2 separate regions of the Bicyclus anynana genome follow, and region 1 is linked to region 2. The links are chromatin contacts, called in public Hi-C maps. All regions are on one chromosome and are shown on one strand. The core of a region is the stretch at or near the end of the contact, and the rest is flanking DNA. Distances in the headings are between cores, read along the strand shown.

Region 1 (4,543 bases), core at 1,169-3,668, 46 kb after region 2:
GTCAATTGTAGGCTTAAAACATTAATAGTAATAAATAGTTTTGCCACATAAAAACAATCAGTGTTGAAAATTCAAAAGTTATGTTAAATTAATTAAATTTAAAATGCAAATGACTCTACATAATTATGAAGTTTAACATAGAATTTATTTCACGCGTCGGTGTTATCAAATGTTCTAGGGAAGGAAATTTATGTTATCTATAATGAAGCGATAATGACTATAGTATGCGTCATTTGAACGAAATTTAAATACAACAATGACCTTTGTCATTTAAGTGTTTGTGTTTTTCGATTACATAATTTATGTCCGAAACAACGTTGGTAGAGATGTCGATTAGTTTTTTTGACTTTTATGCGATAGTAGAAATTTAATCTAAAATATGCCTTTTAGTTTTGATTATCTATCATTATTTTAATGTACCTATAGTTATTAGGATCTAAAATTCTAAAGTTTATATAATGCTAAGTAAACTAAAAACTTGCTGTGTTAAAAGTAGGAGGGTTAAAAAGAGAAAATATATTATACATGAAATTCTCATAAAACTTTCTCATGAAACGTTCGGTTTTGTTCATTTAAACATTGTTGAATTCTATCTTTATGATGTGACAGCTAAGTTTCTTTATCCGTAGTTAGTTGAAATCTTCGTCATTTCTGATTTCTGAAATTGAAGTAGTTTAGGTGGATAAACCATTACAAATTGAAAACATTTGATCTTCGTAAACATAAAATAATAACGAAAAAAAAAGTTAAAACCTTTAGAGTTTGTAAGCGCGTGGGAAAATGTTAAGTTGAAAGCCAATTTTACAAGAATTCTAGGATATTTTAGGTTATGTTTTCATGCAGGCCTGAAAGTTGTTCTTTATTATAGAGTGAAATAAAATAAATCTTCTAATAGCGCTTGTTCGTGAAATTTCGAAATGTTCAAACAAATATTGATATGGCAGAATCCATAAATATAACCGTCTTTTAAATTTGTTCCGAAAAATGCAATCCACACTCGTCTTGTGTAAGCCGTGTATTATTAAAATGCATTTATACTTTGAGCACGCGATTGTACCGGAAAACGGTAAGTACTTCTTCCGGTACAGAATAATTTACGATCAATTATGAACGAATAAAAATTCTCATTTTGTTGACCGTAAACCTGACATATTTGTCTGATTTAGGCCAATTTACAGAATGATTTGTTGGTCTAAATCGACGTTCATCATTTGTTTTAATTACTAGTTTCATCATCACTCAATGAGTGTACATTAACGAGTAATCGTACAAGTGTTCGGTGACGTCAGACGTAGAAAGCTTTCAGTCTTCCAACTGTTAACGTCGCTATCAGTGCGACCTTCGCAAGAGCAGGTTGATAAGAGATAACGAATCTCTTCGGTAGTTGCTAGCCAGTGTACCTGATCAACGTAATACACAATTTTGGCTTCAAATAATTCTGATTTGACATTATCACAAATATTTCATTTCTGATTTTCTACTGGTGTTTCAGGGACTGATGACACGAGGTAAGCTTCTTCACATATATCACGTGTCGGTCGTGAAATGAGGAGCATTGGAAAGGATGTTATAACAATTTGCTGTCGTCATGATAGTAGGGCATTCGATTCAGGCAGCGGTGGGAGCCGGCGGTCGCGTGGGGCTGACGGTTTGCGCAAGAGTATCAGCCGACCGACGGGAAGTCAGCTGGCTGCACAACCGACGCGCGGTGCGGGAGGGGAGCTCACAATAAATTGACGCTAAGTACCTCATTCGCCACTACAAACACAGTCATGTTTTGCTTTCAGCGTTTCACGATATGAATCCCAATTCATAACATGACTTTCCACAGACGACCGAGCGCATAGCTGTCAACCGACACTGTTTATCAACAAAACCGATAAAGCAGCCAATTAAAGATCGAACGACGTTTCCTGTAACCTGTCAGCCGTCGGCGTAACACTGACATCCAAGAAGCTGTTGGGCTATCGGGTGCCGATTTTCGCGAGCGACTCGAAATAGAAACGTGTCGGGCGCGTGCATGCAGTGATCGATCGCACTCAGGCACTCACCGTGCGCTCGAAGGCAGTAAGCGCGCCGGTCAGCTGAGCGGTGAGCCGTCGGCGTGCGAGTGTTCGCGCGGGCACCGGTGCGAGCTGGGCCTGCTGCGGCTCGCGCTGACGGTCCGGGGCACTGCACGACGCGAGCGGGCTCCGGCCTGAGATCACCGAGGGCACACACACACGGACCGAGTCAAGCGGAGACGACGGGCATCGCGGCTCTCGCGTACTGGCAGCGAGAGTGTCGGCGAGCGACTGAGTGCCGGCGGACGGCGCGGGGGCCGCCGCCGGCACCCGCGCCGCCCCTCGCCGCCCACTTCCTCCGATGAATGACAATAATGGAAGACGTTCAACTCGCCCGCAAACCGAATAATATGAATCATTGCATTAGGGTGCAGCCCCGCCCGAGTCCGGCCCGCGAAACTCGCGCCTCACCCGCCTGAATATTCATGGAGGGCCAAGGTACGCCACGGCGACGTCGTACGTCGCGCGGCCGATAAACCTGCGGTACACATTTCGTAGCGATTGCAATCTGGAGCGCATAGAGAAATGTCGCAGTTGGCCGCTATGCGGGTAATTCCGAGCGCTCGGCCGCTCGCAATTAGCAGGTTCGCATGGCCGGCGGCGGCGGCGGCTCCGCGGCCGGCGCGCGACGCCACTAATCTTATCTCGGCTAATCTAATCCGGCGTGACGCCCTCTCTTGTGTTTTCTTCCAATTGTGTCCACTCGAGGTAAATTAAAGGTTTACCCTCGGGAGTTCAAGCTACATTTTAATAGTATCATCCCCCACATTAAGTTTTGAAATTTATCGTATGTGCTAAATACAACAATTTTGCTCAAATTTTGTATACGAGACAAAATTGATTACAGAATTATATATAGCATTGAATTTTATTCGGAAAACCCGATGAATCCTAACGACCGCAAATGAAATGTTTAGAACATTTTTTTCCTTATACAGCACGAACCCTTTTAATTGCATTATAATAATACCTACCGAGTGTATTTTAAAATCTTCCTTAATAATAGGGGAACATATGTTGCCGGGAGATTTATGATAGCAGACCTCGCGAAGAATTGGACATTAAGGTCCCGGGTCGGTGTCGCGGAGCTACGCTTTATTTTATTTTGCGTCTTAAAGTTCATCCTCTAGACCGGTTCACCCACGCCCATGGCTCGCACAGATTTCTGCATCGACCCGCCATACAAGTTACTTTATATCCCTTTTTATCCTTTTGCAAAATGTGATATTGGCCTCGCGTTAATAGTGAAACGATTCGCCGTAAAACTCCTATTAAAATTTTCCTCTTCTCGACGTAATTGTGAACATCCGGTGGTCCTGATATATGAGCGCGCAACTAATCCGTACCTCTCGGTGATATAAAAACCTTGGTTAAGTTTTGTTAAGGTTTTTTAACGTTCAGATGATATAGACATATTGAGTATGTTTCTCAGCTTTTTAAATAAACGTCTGACCCGATCTAGGTAAAACTTAATACGAAAACCAGCTGACCTGGTAAACGTGGTTTTGCCTTATTACTATTAAGACATGGGTTATGGGTTGCCACATCATAAAAAAATTAAAAATGAAAATTTTGTCTAAAAAAATAAAATAAACTATTTGGGGTGTACTATTGTAGGGGCTGACGCAGCGCTTATCAAGTTAAATGCTTATCAAGTTTTCACTTAGGGGTATGAAAAACAGATGTTGGCCGATTCTCATAACTACCCGATATGCACATAAAAATCGGTCCAGCTGTTTTAGAGGAGTTTGGTAACAAATACCGCGACACGAGAATTTTATTAATTAGCTGGGTATGAATGTAGTAACGTTATAATGTGTTTACAACTCAACAAGACATGAATTCGTCTCGGTTAGTATTTTTCAAACGCGCTACTTACTACACCTAGATAGGCTAACTATGGGCCTTATTAGAAGGCTCAAAGTCACTCAGCGGGCGATGGAGCGAGCTATGTGTTTCTTTTAGGGTCGAATCAAAAATAAGGAGATCCGCAGATCACTGACTTAACTCAGCGAGTCGCGAAGCTAAAGTGGCACTGGGCAGGCCACATAGTTCGAAGAGCCGATGGACGCTGGGGTCCAAGGTGCTGCAATTGCGACCCCGCACTTAGTAAACGCAGTGTTAGTCGACCTCCCACTCGGTGGACCGAGGATATCAAGCAATTTGCACGGAGCCGCTGGATGCTGGCGGTTCGAGACCGTTGTGCTTGGACGTCCATGCAAGAGGCTTATGTTCAGCAGTGGACATCCATCGACTGCTTATAGATAGAGGCTAATTTCGTAAATAACACTGTCTAGTTACATAAACGTAGTCACATAACGCTACTGGAGACAAAATAATTCAAAAAATCTAAAAAGCTAATTTCTCAAAGACTCATTTCCAAAAGTAGAGACTGAAGTTTAACACAAGAGTTAGTTAAATAAACGAAAACCTTTTGCGGTTCCGATATATTATTTTTAAGGGTAGTAAAAGTTTTCAGC
Region 2 (4,552 bases), core at 1,266-3,765:
TTCGCGGCAACCCTTCCAAAAACACTAATTGATTTTAAACTTCAAGGGTCTCTAGCGAAGGGTTGCCATTAAGCCAAGTGTCAGGCAAATGAGTCTATCATTTCTCATATTATGCCGATAAAAATATAATATAAAATAGACGATCGAGGGTCCTTAAAACCTACCTGCCAAAGACACCACAGTCCAAACTCCATAATTGGCTGTACCGTAAACTGTACTTACTTATGGTAATAAACCGTACTTACTTATGGTACGAGCATGAGCTGACAAACTAAGCCTCAATAGCTCAACGGTAAGAGCGGTCGGACTCATCATCGAGGGGTGGTGGTTCGATCCCCACCCCGTTGGTCTATTGTTGTACCCACTCCTAATACAGTCTTTCCCGAGTAGTTGGAGGGGATATTGGTCATATTTAAAAGATACGGCAAATATACTTGAAAAATAACAAACTATCATCTTTTATAAAATGACGAAGGTCTGGGCTTCACGGGCTCTCCGTCTATAAATACCTCGTACACAGGATATTGTAAACGGTGAAGTAACCGTTAGCTGAACCAAAAAAATAAACAATGCAAGTAAAACAAATTCACGCTATCGCCACGCTTAGTAGGAGTTTCCCCTATCAAGTATCGCTATACTAGACGCAACTAGGTAGGGGAAAGAGAATAGCTTCAATCAGTTCAATGATTTATTTTCTAAAGCGAGTCGGTGCGCCGGTAGACTTACTAGCGGTTACTGGGATTGTTAGCCCCTTTGAAAGCACAATTTATACTGTCTAGACGCGATAGCTGAAATATTAGGTATAACGCGCAAGGCGAACTTTTACTTCTGTTTTATTTTCTACATGTATGCTTTAATGAAATTATAGTGAATGTGACTACGTTCGAAATTTATTTATTTATTCGAAATTCTATAATTTATGACACATTGAAGCATTAATGCAAGCAAAGCAAAAAAAACAAAATGAATGTATGAATACTTTTATATTTTGTAGAATAGGGATGTAGAGCTTAGGCTCAAACTTGGTCAAAATAATGAACTTATAATATTTATTACATGGCTTTGACTATTAAGATTAGGGACCTGACTCGCTAGACATTACCCCTCTGTCAAAAGTATATGATCATTTGTCAATTTGGGTGCGATGCATCTCCTTATCTAATTCCTCTATGTGTAAAAGTGGAGATTGCTATGCCAAGACACTAAAGACACTGGATGGTTTTATAATTAATCGTATTATAACGACAAATATTTATAAATTTTACTATAATACTCCTCAACGCAATGAAGTACGTAGTACAATGTCGTATGTACATAAAGGTCGATTTACCTCGAATAGAATGATACTAGCTCGTTTATTAAATCGACTAAAACCGTTCAGTTGATTTCATTTCATTGGTTGCCACCTAAAACCATATTAACATTTCAAAGCTGTCCAGTTGTTTGCGAGCAACTAAAATTTCTATCAATTATTCCACAGTTCGGTGCATCAGTCAGCCCAGTACAGTCTAGTTCATTAGGTAACGTTGGGTAGTTTAGGCAGATATGTAAACAGTGTGCAATTTCCCTAATTAAGTACCCAGGAGCGTGTTTTGCAGACGAATTGTTTGTGACGTGAACGAGTCTAATTAGGTTTGCCGCAGCTTGAAAAAATATACCAATACGAACGTAACCTTTTTCACACGCTATTCTCAATTCGTTACAATTTTTTTTTCGTTATTAATTAATTAATTTTCGTCAATATCTTCCGTATATGCATTATTAGTATATTATATAAATGATTTTAATTAGATAATTTAATTACTAATTAACTCAAACTCAACTCAAAATAACTCAAATTAAGAAGAAGTTATAATTAATTTTTAGATTGACGATAATGCCACCAGATTTAGGGTTTGTAAAAAATCTTCAATTTGCCATGATATACAATTAATGCAAATGCTCTCGTGACATCTATCTGTATTATTACGACTGTATTCTGTGATATTTCATCAATTTTAACATTGAAACAGAATATATAAGTTTTTTGGGTTATAAAAAATGAAACTCAGTGATTTTTTCGTGTGGGTTTGAATGATACGATTTTTTTACTCGGACATCACGTATATTCTTACTATGAGAATCAGTTGAATTTTCTGAAGCAGATTCGTATAATACGCGTTATTGGTCTGGATGATACGATTTTTTTACTCGGACATCACGCATATTCTTAGTATGAGAACCAGTTGAATTCATTGAAGCAGATTCGTATAATACGCGTTATTGGTTTCGATGATACGATTTTTTTACTCGGACATCACGCATATTCTTAGTATGAGAACCAGTTGAATTCATTGAAGCAGATTCGTATAATACGCGTTATTGGTTTGGATGATACGATTTTTTTACTCGGACATCACGCATATTCTTAAGAGAACCAGTTGAATTCATTGAAGCAGATTCGTATACGCCCGTTGCTTGGTTGTATCTCTGCGGGACCCGGTTTAATAAGGCCTTTCACTGTGACGAGCGTCACGCGCGCCTCCAACGGTGAAATGTGTAGTGACTAGTGTCCTTCAGATGCGACCAAACGTATATTAGCGGTGCCGCTTACGACGGCCACTCACGATCAAGTTAACCGTAATAGTAGGGGAGCCGAAGAGGGGATTTTTGCAGTTACTCAAGCGCGGCAGATGAATATGGGAGTATACTCTGCACGTTGTTCAGTACCTTCACTAAGTATGAGCCCTTAATATTGGTGGGTACGTTTATGGCAACCAAAAAAAAAACTTACTTCAGAAATACTCAACCAGCGCATCAGATTAAGATAAAGTAGGTGAGTTGATAGCTAAAAGGTGCGGATTTCGAAAATCTGATGATTGATGAGCGTAACGTAATGGGAGAGTTCTAATGTTACAAAATAAAACATTTATATTACTGTTATCGAACCACGAGCGCGGTCAATTTTTACTTATTTTTAATGAACTAATCTAAGAAGTAACAAAGTTTGTAGTTTTTTTTCTCCACTGCTGAAAGTCAAAAAGTATATAACCATTTATTCTTTCTATCATCTAATCTACCAAATCTAATCGATTCCAATGACACTTTAGTAACTGCAAATTGAGTATCCCGGACTATAAAGTCTGCAGAACGTTCAGGAATATGAGCAGTGAGAAAAATATTGTAGAGAATCAGGCTTTACTTTGCGGAAGTACATTTTAAATACTGACTATTTTACCTTTGTACTTTGGATTTTAACACCGGAACATGAGATGAGAGAACAACTAGCGTGAATTGGGACATTCCGTTATATAAGATAACGGAATCTAATGGAAAAAGTACACAATAAAATAATTTAACCAAAAGCAAAGCGAAAAAAGGCTTAATATAAATAATTACAAACACAAATTGCTATATTCATTACGAATAAATTGACGTCCAGTCCAGTAAAAAATAATTAATTTTAATTAGCGAATATGATAATGCAACACATTTACGATCGGCGTGCTTAGTGCAGCGTGGTGGCGACGGGAGGGCGCGGGCGCAGACGCGGGCGCGGGCGCGGGGGCGGGCGGCGGCGCGTGCGCGGCCCTGGCGCAAGGTCAATGGCACGCGCCTCTCCCACTCGCACACCGGAATTCCATATTTAAATCTCGTCCGCAGAAAAATGGCGCTCGGCTTCATTTTGCCGTAGCGTGTACGGAGAATTAATAAAACATACCTTGCGATTTCACTCATCTTTTTTTACGGTGACTAAAATGCAGCTGCCTCCAGACTCGATCGCGTTATTGTAAATAATAATGTTTTATATCAGTGCAATCGCCGTTCACCGTATTAATGCGTCCCAGATTGCCGGCCGGTCAATGATAACGGGTCTTGAAACATCAAAAAATCGTAAGTAGATATTTACACACGTGGAACGATCAAATTATAAGCTATAAAATTAACTTAAGAGACAAATTGTGTGCAATTTCGTAGCAGAAATAAACAGGTTCGGATGCTTAATTTAAGTTTTGTAGGACGAGTATTTGCGCTCGTGGGTTGTGGACGGACACAATTAACTTGGTAAAGCGAACTGCAAGTCACGGTTAATCGTACGACTCGGATTTCAGCACAAAAGACTAGAGAAGGGTGTATTAGAGGACTAAGCACCGTCGTATGAGTAAGCATAATATGAGAATTGGGGAGGGGAGCTCATCCTTTTGCACACTAGAAAGTGACATATTGTTTCATTGTAACTTTAAGTAAATGGGAAATGAAAAAAGAAAGCTGAATTGTTACGACCCATTCACCGCTAAAGGGCAAAATGGATTCCCTTTGTGATGTATTAATTAACAGAAGTCGCTATATATTTTTATTACCGGCTAAGCAAAACGCAATATAATAAAAGCCTGTAAAGGGTGAGTATAATAACAAAAACAAAAAAAAAGGAAAATTCCCTTTGATGTAAATATATTTTTCCGCAAACCTGAAAAACAACTATTCTTCTCATCCCCTTACAATTTACACAAAAGTGTAATCGGCTCGCTAAAAGAGCTTACGTCGTGCTTCCGAACAAAAAAGGGCTAAAGAA

Evidence for each region. Hi-C and Micro-C count contacts between places; a contact is called where the count stands out from the background.
Region 1: a Hi-C map of whole larva shows a contact between it and region 2, with 3 times the contacts expected there. The contact joins the promoter of LOC112044442 here to the enhancer-like site in region 2. A contact is called at or near these places in 2 of 2 Hi-C or Micro-C datasets (whole body and whole larva).

The regions. Positions count from the first base shown.
Region 1 is chr14:7,765,781-7,770,323 of ilBicAnyn1.1, forward strand. It overlaps LOC112044442 (protein alan shepard), which reads right to left and starts at 2,419. Exons shown (of 10, transcript XM_024080291.2): 1 at 2,052-2,419.
Region 2 is chr14:7,719,191-7,723,742 of ilBicAnyn1.1, forward strand. The region is part of intron 1 of LOC112044442 (protein alan shepard); the gene reads right to left. Among protein-coding and RNA genes, the nearest start is that of LOC112044442, 47 kb to the right of the region's middle. Within about 2 kb of position 2,516, at least 8 of the 8 cell types and tissues checked have open chromatin away from gene starts, as enhancers often do.